Regions from separate parts of the Mus musculus genome. Here all the other regions are linked to region 1. The links are chromatin contacts, called in public HiChIP or PLAC-seq and promoter capture Hi-C maps. All regions are on one chromosome and are shown on one strand. Each heading gives the region's core, a stretch centred on a gene start, on an enhancer-like site or on the middle of the called end of the contact. The rest is flanking DNA. Distances are from core to core; before and after follow the strand shown. Region 1 holds the start of Bsg (basigin). Region 2 holds the start of Gipc3 (GIPC PDZ domain containing family, member 3). Region 3 holds the start of Eef2 (eukaryotic translation elongation factor 2). Region 4 holds the start of Oaz1 (ornithine decarboxylase antizyme 1).

What was found. Promoter capture Hi-C pulls out the DNA fragments that hold promoters and counts their contacts. HiChIP or PLAC-seq counts read pairs in DNA pulled down with a chosen protein or histone mark. Capture Hi-C pulls out chosen DNA fragments and counts their contacts.
Region 2: an HNF4G HiChIP or PLAC-seq map of pancreatic cancer cells shows a contact between it and region 1. The contact joins the promoter of Gipc3 here to the promoter of Bsg in region 1. A contact is called at or near these places in 1 of 39 promoter capture datasets (second pharyngeal arch cranial neural crest) and 1 of 115 datasets of contacts at active chromatin or transcription factors (pancreatic cancer cells).
Region 3: a promoter capture Hi-C map of liver shows a contact between it and region 1, with 2.3 times the contacts expected there. The contact joins the promoter of Eef2 here to the promoter of Bsg in region 1. A contact is called at or near these places in 2 of 39 promoter capture datasets (hippocampal neurons and pre-B cells), 1 of 484 Hi-C or Micro-C datasets (B cells), 2 of 115 datasets of contacts at active chromatin or transcription factors (astrocytes and large pre-B cells) and 1 of 9 other capture datasets (liver).
Region 4: a promoter capture Hi-C map of pre-B cells shows a contact between it and region 1, with 4 times the contacts expected there. The contact joins the promoter of Oaz1 here to the promoter of Bsg in region 1. A contact is called at or near these places in 3 of 39 promoter capture datasets (liver, neutrophils and pre-B cells).

What each region holds. Positions count from the first base shown.
Region 1 is chr10:79,702,883-79,705,936 of GRCm38.p6, forward strand. Bsg (basigin) reads left to right here and starts at 1,476. Exons shown (of 8, transcript NM_009768.2): 1 at 1,476-1,702. The coding sequence starts at 1,636. Gm25794 (a small nuclear RNA gene) reads right to left here and starts at 708; the gene lies at 602-708.
Region 2 is chr10:81,341,733-81,344,786 of GRCm38.p6, forward strand. It overlaps Gipc3 (GIPC PDZ domain containing family, member 3), which reads right to left and starts at 1,627. Exons shown (of 6, transcript NM_148951.2): 1 at 1,346-1,627. The coding sequence starts at 1,525.
Region 3 is chr10:81,175,103-81,178,156 of GRCm38.p6, forward strand. It overlaps Eef2 (eukaryotic translation elongation factor 2), which reads left to right and starts at 1,529. Exons shown (of 14, transcript NM_007907.2): 1 at 1,529-1,627; 2 at 2,563-2,777; 3 at 2,951-3,054. The coding sequence starts at 1,625.
Region 4 is chr10:80,825,226-80,828,279 of GRCm38.p6, forward strand. Oaz1 (ornithine decarboxylase antizyme 1) reads left to right here and starts at 1,431. Exons shown (of 5, transcript NM_008753.4): 1 at 1,431-1,680; 2 at 3,012-3,054. The coding sequence starts at 1,535.

The DNA of each region.
Region 1 (3,054 bases), core at 226-2,725:
GGCAGGGTGGTGCACACCTTTAAACTCAGCACTTGAGAGGCAGAGGCAAGCAGATTTCTGAGTTGGAGGCCAGCCTGGTCTACAGAGTGAGTTCTAGGACAGCCAGGGCTACACAGAGAAACTCTGTCTGGAAAACACACACACACACACACACACACACACACACACACACACACTCACACACACACACACACACACAAATTATTTTATTTATGTGAGTACACTGTTGCTCTCTTCAGACACACCAGAACCTCATCTGTAATGGGCGTCAGATCCCATTACAGATGGCTGTGAGCCACCATGTGGTTGCTGGGAACTGAACTCAGGACCTCTGGAAGAGCAGTCGGTGCTCTTAGTCACTGAGTCATCTCTCTAGCACCCAAATAAATACTTTTTTTTTTTAAAGATTTATTTATTTATTATATGTAAGTACACTGTAGCTGTCTTCAGACACACCAGAAGAGGGCATCAGATCTCGTTACGGATGGTTGTGAGCCACCATGTGGTTGCTGGGATTTGAACTCCAGACCTTTGGAAGAGCAGTTGGGTGCTCTTACCCACTGAGCCATCTCACCAGCCCCTTTTTTTTTTTTTTTTTTTTTTTAATATTAAAGGCTTCACGAATTTTCGTGTCATCCTTGCGCAGGGGCCATGCTAATCTTCTCTGTATCGTTCCAATTTTAGTATATGTGCTGCCGAAGCGAGCACAAATAAATACATTTTTGAGATAGGACCTTACAACTTAGTCTAGAACTGGCTACGTAGCTAGAGCCCAAGCTGTCCTCAAAACTCAGATGCCTGCCTCGCCTCTGCCTCCCGATGTTGGGGTTAGAAGCCTGCGCCACAGTGCACGACCTTCAAATATAATTTGTTTTTGATTGGTTTGGTTTTATTCGGTTTTGGTTTTTTGATACAGGGTTTCTCTTGCAGCTCTGGCTGTCCTGGTGGTACACACTCTATAGATTAGGCTGTCCACCTGCTTTGTGTCTCCCGAGTGCTGGGATATAAAAGGCATGTGCCACCACCAACAGGCTGAAATGTAAGGGTTTTTTTGTTTTGGTTTGTTTGTTTGTTTGTTTGTTTGTTTGTTTGTTTGTTTTTGAAAAGGACAGCCGAGCATCGTGGGTCAGGCATTTACCCCAGCACTCCATCCAAAGGCAGAGGCAGGTGGATGTTTGAGTTCGAGGTCAGCTTGGTCTACAGAGTAAGTTTCAAGACAGCCAGGGCTACACAGAGAAACCCTGTCTCAAAAAGAGACAGAGGAGAGAGAGGGGGTAGAGAAGAGCGGGGATAGGGGAGAAAGGAGAGGGGAGGGGAAAGATTGGGGGTAAGGGAGGGGGGGAGAGAGGGAGAGCACGAGCGAGGCGAGAGCGCGCGCGCGCGAGCTCAAGGGCAGTCCAGGCTCCAGGCCCCACCCCCTCGAGGGTGTGGCCTGTGTGGTCACGTGCCAACGCTTCTCCACCCGCTCCGCTCCTGTAGCGCGAGCGGGAGCGGCGGACGCTGGGTACGTGCCTACTCCCTGTGTGCCTGGCGCCCCGCCCTGCGACGCCGCGTGCGTGCGTACGTGCGTGCCTGCGTGCGCGCGCCCCGCCCTTCTTATAGAGCCGCAGTGGGGCAGCTCCTGGACGAGGCGACATGGCGGCGGCGCTGCTGCTGGCGCTGGCCTTCACGCTCTTGAGCGGCCAAGGCGCCTGCGCGGCGGGTAAGAGCGGGGTGCTGGGACCGGGCTGGGGTCACGGACTTAAGGTGAGCCTCCGATTTCGGGGACTCGGTGGTTCCCTACTCGGGCTCGAGGCTTGGAGATTGTGGAGGAGTAACAGTGGCTGTGGGTGACCCTCGAGTTGAACCTAGCCTCGACTGGGCATCGAGGTGGAGGGGAGTGATCTTAGAGATGAGGCCCTGGAGAGACAAATCAAAGGTTAGGACTCTGGGGGAGACGTCCTAAGGTTGTGGGAACCGGAGGTGGAAGGAGCCGCCACCTTGTGGTGGTCCCCACCAGGACATGGGCTGGAAGGTAATTTGGATGGATTTGGATTACAGAAGTGAATGGGATGACCCCAGATTTTGGTCAGCTGGAGATGGAAGGAGCCGCTTCCCTAACTGTCCCAGCTCCCGGAATAGGGCTGGGACGTGACCCTGAAGGTTTGGGGATACAACAATGACTATAATTGGCTTAGGTTTTGGGGAGTTAGGGAAGGTGTGGGAAGAGGTGACCCTGACGCTGGAAGACAGTAAGGCTCTGGGGCAACATCTCCAACGTGAGTGAGGGCGTCCGTGGCCAGGGAGCTGTCTGGACCATCTTGGTGTCTCCACCTGCGTACCAGGGCTGGAACGGAACCCTAGTAATTTACCTCCTCCTGGTGTTGGGGCCTGGGAGAGTGAAGATAAAAGAAGTCAGCACGTTGAGGGTTCCACACCTGAGAGACAGGGCTGGAAAGTAACCATGGGCCAGAGGGACATCTGGCAGGACATCTGAGAGAGGTTTGTGGGACCTGGGGTGAGGGACAGCAGTGTTGCAGGTGGCTTCCTCCAGGATTGGAGAGATCTGGGGACTAAAGAAGCTGCCACCTTGGGGAGATCCCAAATTTGGAAGACCTGGGAGTCGAAGGAACTGCAGTCTTGGTGTCCCCACTCAGGGAACAGAGTGAGGGTCACAGTCCCTAATTTAGGAGGGCATGGAGTTAGAGAGGTCTGTTACTTTAGTGTTACCATCTGGGCAAGGGGAGGATGCGAAATAGACTTTCCTACAAAGGCTGTCTCCAAGGTTTGGGGTCACTAGGGGGACTAGAGTAGGAGGAGCTACCATTTCAGGGTGTCCATACTTGGGGGACCAGGCAGGGAGATGATTCAGAGGGTTTGGGGTACAGAAGTGCCTGGGGAGAGGTCCACAAGTTTGGGCATATGGGTGGAAGTGAGGTGACTAGGAATTTGGGGGAGGTCCTTGATGTTTGGTGATGTGAGGGGGATGGAGAAAGGATTGGAAGGTCTCAGTGGAGGAAGCTGCTGCATTGCTGTTTCTACTTAGTGAAGGAGCACAGCATTGCTTGGGGAATG
Region 2 (3,054 bases), core at 377-2,876, 1.6 Mb after region 1:
ACATCCTTCTGCGGGCGCCCCCTGGAGGCCAGATGCACCCGTGGCCCGCAGGAAACAGCAGCTGCCCCCAGCCTCTAACTGCTCACCGGTGACCAAGTGGGCTGGCAAGACTGTGGGTGTGCTTTAGGTCTGTCTGTTCCTAAGCAGGAACTTAGGAAGCTGAGGCAGAAGGATGACTGAGAGTCTCAGGCTTCCCAAAAATAAAAAATAAAAAAGCCAAGCATCCTGAATCGGGAGTGTAAGCCCAGAAGTCGGGAAGCCAAGGCAAGGGAAATGCTGGAAGTTAGAAGCCAGCTTGGGTTACAGAATGAATTTCAGGCCAGCCTGAGCTACAAAGCGAAATATTATCTTAATTAGACGAACAAGCAATGGAATGAAAACGGACAAGAGGGCTAGAGCTCAGCGGTTAAGAGCACCATCTGCTTTTCTGAAGGTCCTGAGTTCAAATCCCAGCAACCACATGGTGGCTCACAACCATCTGTAACAAGATCTGATGCCCTCTTCTAAAGTGTCTGAGACAGCTACACAGTGTCCTTACGTATAATAAATAACTAAATCTTTAAAAAAAGAAAAGAAAAGAAAATGGACAAGAAGGCTGGAGTCAGGAGGGAGGGAGGGAGTGGGAGGGGCTTGTGGCCAGTCTGCCAAGTCCTGAACCTGTTTGATTCTCAAGGGCTGCATGTGGAAGGAGAGTACTAACCCCTTGCAAACTGTTGCCCAACCTCCACCGTGGTGCCCACTCTGGTGCCCCTACATATAATAAATCAAACCCACACTAAGTGGGTGGCCCACACCTTTAATCCCAGCTCTCTAGAGGCTGCAGCAGGTAGATTTCTGTGAATTTGAAATCAGACTGGTCTACAGAGCTAGTTCCAGACCGGCCAGGGCTACATGATGAGACTGCCTGTCTTAGAAAAACAAAATTAAAAGAAAGAAAACAAACAACTGAAAGGGAATAGTAGAAATAATTGAGTTGAAAAAAATTAAAAGTGATTTTATTTTATATAAGGCCTCATGTAGCTCAGGCTGACCCTCTAGTTTCCTATGTATCTGAGGATGACCAGCTTAACTCTCAATCCTCCTGCCTCCACCTTCCCAGAATCGGAATAACAGACTTTACATCACTACACCTGCTTTATCCTGTGTCGGGGATGGAAACTGGCTTTCCAAACCCTAGGTGACTGCTCTACCCACTGAGCTGATTGCCACCCATTAGCCATTCATGGGCTCCTGACACCTGGGTCGGGTCCTCGGCGGCTATGGGAACCCCACTCCCAGGGTCTGATCCTGTCTTTCGCGTGGAGTGCAGACAGGATCCTGGGTGGTGTCCGCGGTCCACCCTCACCTCGGTAGGAGCGATGCCGAAGGCCTCGGCGATCTTGGCGTAAAGCTCGCGGACATTGGTGAAGCCCTCGATCCTGCCGGTCGGACTGCCGTGCGCCAGCTGCGTGCGGAACACTAGGCGCGGGCGCGCGCGGGCGGGGGGCTCGGTGGCCCCGGGCTCGCGGGGCGCAGCACTGTCCATGGTGCGTGGGGTCCGCCGCGTCCTGAGCCTCCCGCCGGAGGTCCCGCGACAGCGGAGCCGGGCGTAAGCGGATCCGGGAACCCGAGCCGCCCGGGGGAAGGTGAAACCGCCCGCCGGGGCCAGCCGCGCCCTCCCCCGGGACTCGCGAACAACAGGGGGAGGCCCCGGGCTGTGGGTGCTGCGTCCAGTCTTGGCCTCCCGGGGAGCCCCGCCCGTCCTCCCCTTCTCCCTCCTCCGCTCCGCACACAGCCCACCGTCCATGTCAGCGGTCTTCCCGCAGCCCCCGACCCTGTCTGTGAACTCCGTGCCTTGTCCCTCTGTCTATCTGGCCTCGCGTGCCTCCTTCCTTGCCCTACCTCAGGGTCCACCCTGCCTCAGGGCTCTTGCACAAGCTGGGCTCTCCTCTGGGGCTCAGTCCCCAGAGCTCCCAGTGAGTTCCTGCTCACCTGTTTATTTTAAAGACCACCTGCGGCCCCTACCTCCAAATCTCTCCCTTAATAATTTTTGTTTTGTTTTTGAGACAGAATCTCATGTAGCCCAGGTTGGCCTGGAACTCACTATGTACCCAAGGGTGACCCTAACCTCCTCCTGATCCTCTGGCGTCAGACTCCCCAATGATGGAATTAAAGTTGTGTGCACTACCCCTGGAAAAATAATTGTCGATAGCCAGGCAGTGAGAGTGCACACCTTTAGTCCAAGCACTGGGAAGGTAGAGGCAGGTGGCTCTCTGAGTTCAAGGCTAGCCTGGTCTACAGAGCGAGTTCCAGGACAGCTAGGGCTATACAGAGAATCCTCTCTCAACTCAGCCCACTCTCCTGGCAAAAAGAATTTTTGTTAAGAAATGAAGACCAGGGCTGGAGAGATGGCCCAGCGGTTAAGAGCACTGACTGCTCTTCCAGAGGTCCTGAGTTCAATTCCCAGCAATCGCATGGTGGCTCACAACCATCTGTAATGAGATCTGACGCCCTCTTCTGGTGTGTTTCTCTGAAGAGAGCAACAGTGTACTCACATATGTAAAATAAATAAATAAATAAATAAATAAATAAATAAATCTAGAAAGAAAGAAAGAAAGAAAGAAAGAAAGAAAGAAAGAAAGAAAGAAAGAAAGAAAGAAAGAAAGAAAGAAAGGAAGGAAGGATGACCAAACCACTATAAAATGCTACTTTTTCAGGGATCCCCAGGTATGTGGTGGGTGAAGTGGGGTGTGCAGGGGTCAATGAACATCTGAGGCTGTTTGTGTCTTCTAGATTCCCACGACAGAGTGTCACAACGTAGGTGACTTAAAAGAGGACCAACAACGGAAACTGGAGGGATGGTTCAGTGGTTAAAAGCACTGGCCAGTAACTCACCTCCAACTATAATTGGATCTGATGCCCTCTTCTGGCATGCAGGTGTACATACAGAGAGAGTATTCAGAGAGAGAGAGAGATCTGGGCATAAGGACACCCCTACCTGGGGACGTGGAGGATCAAGGTCATCCTTGACACACAGTGAATTCCAGGCTAGCCTTGGCTACATGAGACATTGTC
Region 3 (3,054 bases), core at 279-2,778, 1.5 Mb after region 1:
TGAACGCAGAAACAATGAGCATCTATTGTGTGCAGAAGGCTGCGCACCCAGGGTCAGGCGGGGACAGCCATGCTCACGGTCCTGCGATGCCTCCTGCTGGACACACGCGGCACTGTCAGCATCGAGGGCTCTCTTGAAAAACACACTTTCTCTTTGCTTTGTTCAGATAGTGGCTGGAGCCAAGGCTACGAGTTATGGGCTACTGAATGAAACCTTGTCTAAATGTGCAAAAATTTAGGAGACAAGTGACAAAATCCAAGAAAGGACAGGTTTGGCAATGTTTTGTTTTTGAAACAAGGTCTCCTGTAGCCCAGGATGTCATTAGAATTCACTGTGTAAGTTAAGGAAGGATGGCCTTGAATTCCTGATCTCCCTGCAGAGATCAGACCCTGCCTCCATCTGCCAAGTCCTGGAATGACAGCTGGCTGCCACCCGCCTAGCTCCACGTGCTGATCTATCTATCTTTTTTGTTGTTTTTTTGTTTTGTTTCGTTTTTTTTTTTTTTTTTTTTTTTTTTTTTTTTTTTTTTGAGACAGGGTTTCTCTGTGTAGCCCTGGCTGTCCTGGAACTCACTCTGTAGACCAGCCTGGCCTCGAACTCAGAAATTGGCCTGCCTCTGTCTCTGCTGGGATTAAAGGCATGCACCACCAACGCCCCGCCTTTTTGTTTGTTTTTAAGATAGGGTTTCTTGATTTAGCCTTGTCTGTCATGGAACTCACTCTGTAGACCAGGTTAGCCTTGAACAAAGATCTCCTGTCTTTGCCTTCTAAATGCTGGGATTAAAGGCGTGCACCACTACTGTCTGCCTTTTGTTTTGGTTTTATCATAATTGTTGCATTTTTGCCCGCAGGAGGATCAGGAATTCAAGGACAACCTCTACAGCCAACCCAGTTGAGGGCCAGCCTGTTCTATCGAGATCCTGTCTCCGGACAAAAAAAGTTTCATGAGAGCGTGGTGTGTTGGCACAGTCTTTTAGTCCGAGCACTGACGCAGTAGATTAAGGCAGATCTTCATGATTTGGTGCGGTCCTGGGCTGCATCCAAAGACCTTGTTTCCAAAACAAACAAACGAAAAAGTGTAATAAAAATACAAGCAAGGTTTTGCAGAAATAAATCTGTGGCCTCAAGGGTCCCTTTCTCCAGCTTTTCCCAGAGGTGTCAAATTACATAACAGTCTCAAACCCAGGAAATTGAACTTTGGCACAACCCACTGACCGGTCCGAATTTCAAAGTCTTTTTCCTATTGACCTACAAGGTTTTCAAGAATCATGTTGTAAGCAACTGTGTTCTGAGGAATCTATGTTTAAAAACCCATCCGTGGATCTTGGCCCAGGGTCCAGAGACTGAGCTAGCCACGCCCCGGCCGCGCCGCAGCCACTCCCACGGCAGTTCAAGTGTTAAGTCCCAAAGACCGCGCTCTGTGCATGCGCAGACCCGTCCACAGCTGGCTCCTAGCCAACCCGGCCGGACGAGCACCCGGCGCCGTCACGTGACGCACCCAACCGGCGTCGACCTATAAAAGGCCGGGCGTTGACGTCAGCGGTCTCTTCCGCCGCAGCCGCCGCCATCGTCGGCGCGCTTCCCTGTTCACCTCTGACTCTGAGAATCCGTCGCCATCCGCCACCATGGTGAGTCTCCTCGGCTCCGCTAGACTCGGGGACCGAGACGAATCTCTGGGGCAGCGGGACGTGGCTGTAGCGGGACGCTGAGAGGGACGGGAGGAAGAGACATGGCTGCCCTGGCCCGGGCGGCAGGACGTGGTCGGGCCGCGGCGCCATATCTGCGCGTCCCTGAGGGCCTTGGGAGTGTCAACTGCCGAGGTCGGGGTGTTTTCTTGAAGTCCTTCAACTCCCCGCGGCCGCCGGGGTGACTGCGGGAGGGGTTGTGCTTGGTGATGTGGCAGCGGGCAAAGCGCCGTCCCCGCGCCCCTGGTGACGGGCGGAGGGTGTCCTCGGGAGGTGACAGCCTGTAGGGCTGGCTTCCTTGGACACCTCCAGTGGGCTGAACGCCTTCCGGGCCCTTTCCGGTAGCCCCCGTCTCTGTTTTCTATCTGAGTTCACACGTGAGCACCGGTCCCCATAATCTAAGAAAGTGGCTCACTGGGCCTAGTGGCGCATTGTGGCCTTTGATCCGGGCTTTGACCTTGGCGCACAGCACCCAGTGGTTTGGGGAAGAGGTGTGTGTAGCAGAGGAGGTTTTTTCGTGCTTTGGTCCCAATCAATCCGGCATCTTTGCAGTGCCGAGGTGGCCGTGCACCTTGGCTTTGAATTCTTGTGCTGAGGTTATGTGACTTGAGCCTCAAGATAGGGTCTTCTAGCACAGGCTTGCTCTTAAGTGTCGCAGTTGTCGGTTTCGGCGTTTGTTTAGAGCTGTGGACACATCTGTGAACTTTTGATGCTTATTTCAGAGGTCCTGGGTTGTACGTTTGAGTCACACTGTGAGCTCAGCTCCAATCTTGGGCCGACATCTGGTTCCTGCCCCTGCTGTGGGGTGCTATTGACCCACCGATGCCTGCCAAGTTGGGTTCCCAGAATCAGCCTGGCTGCCCATCCCCCCACCACAGGTGAACTTCACAGTAGATCAGATCCGTGCCATCATGGACAAGAAAGCCAACATCCGGAACATGTCAGTCATCGCCCATGTGGACCACGGCAAGTCCACGCTGACCGACTCCCTTGTGTGCAAGGCTGGCATCATTGCCTCTGCCCGAGCTGGGGAGACGCGCTTCACTGACACTCGCAAGGATGAGCAGGAGCGCTGCATCACAATCAAATCCACGTGAGTGAGGGGACAGCCCCGAGGGGTTGTGCTCTGGGTGTCACTCGGGTGTGTTTGCTGCCAGTGGACAAATAGTGGCGTGTTTAGGGTCCTCTCTGTGACATGCTTGTGTGTGCTGCCTAGCCTGCCTTGGTCAGATGCTGAATGGACTGTTGACCTCTTCCTCTCCGTAGCGCCATCTCCCTCTTCTACGAGCTCTCTGAGAACGACCTGAACTTCATTAAGCAGAGCAAGGATGGCTCGGGCTTCCTCATCAACCTCATCGACTCTCCAGGCC
Region 4 (3,054 bases), core at 181-2,680, 1.1 Mb after region 1:
AGGGGGCTGGAGAGATGGCTCAGAGATTAAGAGTACTGACTGCTCTTCCAAAGGTCCTGAGTTCAATTTCCAGCAACCACGTGGTGGCTCACAACCATCTATAATGGGATCTCACACCCTCTTCTGGTCTGTGTCTGAAGACCAGAAACAACAACAGTGTACTCATATAAATAAAATAAGTAAATCTTGAGAGAGAGAGAGAGAGAGAGAGAGAGAGAGAGAGAGAGAGAGAGAGAGAGAGAGAGAGAGAGAGAGAGAGAGAGAGAAAGAGCAGGGTGTGGTGCCACAGGCCTTTAATCCCAACACTCAGCTGGCAGAGTCAGGCAGATCTCTGAGTTTGAGGGTAGCTTAGTTTATAGAGTAAGTTCCAGGACATCCAGGGCTACACAGAAAAGCCCTGTCTCAAAAACAAAACATACAAAACAAAACAAAACAACAACAACAAAAAACCCATAAAGAGAAAAAGAATACGAAATTCTTTAAGAATAAATTGTAAGCAGGGCAGTGATGGCGCACGCCTTTGATCCCAGCACTTGGGAGGCAGAGGCAGGCAAACAGAGAAACCCTGTCTCAAAAAACAAAAATCAAAATACAACAACAAAAAAGCGGCGGCGGCGGGGGAGGGGGGGTTGGGATGAAGGAAACCTTCAAGCTGAGTCTATGAGAAAAGTTGTTTAAATTCCAATTTGACATAAAATACTTCTCTAGATTGGGATACTTAACTTTTGACAGATTTTCTTTTAAATAGCAAGTTGCTTTTAAAACAAAGAGTCCCAATCTATTACCCATTATTACAAGGTCATTAGAATAATTTTGCCGCGTGGGGGATGGGCACCAAGCAAACCGCCTAGGTCAGCCTCAGGTACCCTTGACAGTTATGTCCTGACAGTCTTCCCGGAGCGGGGCGTCCCATGAGTGGGACCATAATGGTTAAGATGGAAAGGATGACAGATGACAAAACTGAAGGGCCACAGGTACTAGAGGAGGCGCAGAGTCCTAGCCTTGAGGCCTGGGCTAGATGGGGGTTTACGTCCTGGAGGCGACTACAGAAGCCCCGCCTCCGCCTCACGTCATAAAGCCTCGAGGGCGGGCTTGTCAGAACTCCAACCAATCCTCAAAGGGGCCAATACGTCCGTTTTTCTACATTGACCGATCAGAGCCTTGTAGGGGCGGGACGCGTCTGGCTTTTCTGTCTTCCCTCCCACAGAGTGACGCAAACACGCGGGGCCGGGATTCTCCTATCGCCAACTAATCATCAACGGAAACCTTCTGTCTGTCTTTTTACTCTCGCCAATCAGAAGCCGGAGTAGGTGGGACGCATTTGGTTTTTCCTTGGGCTGCCACTGTGGCCCCACCCCGTTCCTCCGTCGCCTCACACTGCTGCGTTTACGCCTGCGTGTGGGGGCGTGGCCTGCCGTGACGACGCATATAAAAGTGGGCGTCGGCGCCGGCGCCATTTTGCGAACGGCGAGCAGCGGCGGCGGCGCGGGAAGTGCAGCGGAGGTTTTTGCTGGTTTCGGACCCCAGCGGCCGGATGGTGAAATCCTCCCTGCAGCGGATCCTCAACAGCCACTGCTTCGCCAGAGAGAAGGAAGGGGACAAACGCAGCGCCACGCTTCACGCCAGCCGCACCATGCCGCTTCTTAGTCAGCACAGCCGCGGCGGCTGCAGCAGCGAGAGGTGAGAGCCCTGCCCCCGCCGCCGCGAACCTTCCAGAAACAGCGTCCGCGTAGGCCCCAGAGGGCAGCGCAGGACGCGCAGGCCCGGAGCGGGGTCGGCCTCCGGCGCCAGATAAGTCTCGGCAGCGCGAGATCCGCCCCTTTGTGGCGGCCACAATCGCGCAGGGGGCGGGGCGGGGCGGGGCGGGGCCTGTGGAGCGGGTCGCGGACTCGGATTTGGGATTCGAGTGGAATTAGGGAGTCTCAGGTTGAGGAATAGGGTTTGGTTTGATTGGAGGACCGGGAACATTTCGCGAAAATGTAGGATTCGATTTTGGGTTCGAATCGGATTCGGGGGTTGTGAGTTGAGCCTAAGATTTGGGGAGGGATCTGAGAAGAGATTGGAGACTCGAATTTGGGGTCTGCCTCTCGGATATGTGAGCTAGTTCTAATGTCAGGTGGCGAAGTGTTTGTGGTTACCTGTAGGGCGTTTGGGTAATAAATCGTATGCTATGTAGAGGTGGGGCTCGTCCCGGTGTTTGGAGTTCTTTGCAGAATACTGGGATTTTGGGTGCTGTTGGGGAGGAATCCTATTATATTCTTGGGTACATGTTGAGGACTCATTTCTTGGTGGGAGAGTATGGGATCAGATTTGGGGTGTTGAGAAAGAAGCTTGTGTCGGTTTAGGAAGTCACAGGTGGGGAAGCTGGGATGAGGTTTAGGTTGGATTTAGTGATTGCGTGTTGAGGGCTCTAATACTTTGGAGGGATTTGGGTCAGAATTAGGACCTTGGAAGTGGTCAGGCTTGGGGGCTCACAGAGCTATGTTGGAGGACATGGAGGTGGTGTGGTGTGGTGAGTATGATGTGAGGTGACCTTAATCCCTGGTCCACTTGGCAGTTAAAAGTCTGCAGTGGGTGGGATGGAGGGTATCACTTGAAGGGTTCAGAATGGGGACTGGTTTGGGAAGGGCGTCGATATAGGTGGTAGGAACTTTGGATATAGGCTGTGCAGACACCTATAGAGTGGCAGTAGGGAAGAGAGGAGACTTGGGGTTGTCTGACTCTAGAGCATGAGTAGTTAGTGAGGTAGAACTTTGGGGTCACTGGTAGCTGCTGACCAGAGGGTAGGAAGGAGCGAGTGACCTGGTGTGAAGGGAGGATTGGCAGCATGGAGTGGGATGGGCCACAGTGCTGAGATGACACTGCCTGTGAGGCCTGTCTTGCTACAAAAGGGGCAGAGTCACACAGGTGAGGGGCAGTGACTCGGGTTGACTGTTGTCAATGGCTCTTGAGTGGGAAGCCCGGGCACTTAATTATTGCCGCTGCTGCCACCTGAGCATTGTTTCCTGCAGTTCTAGGGTTGCCCTTAATTGCTGTAGTAACCTGGGTCCGGGG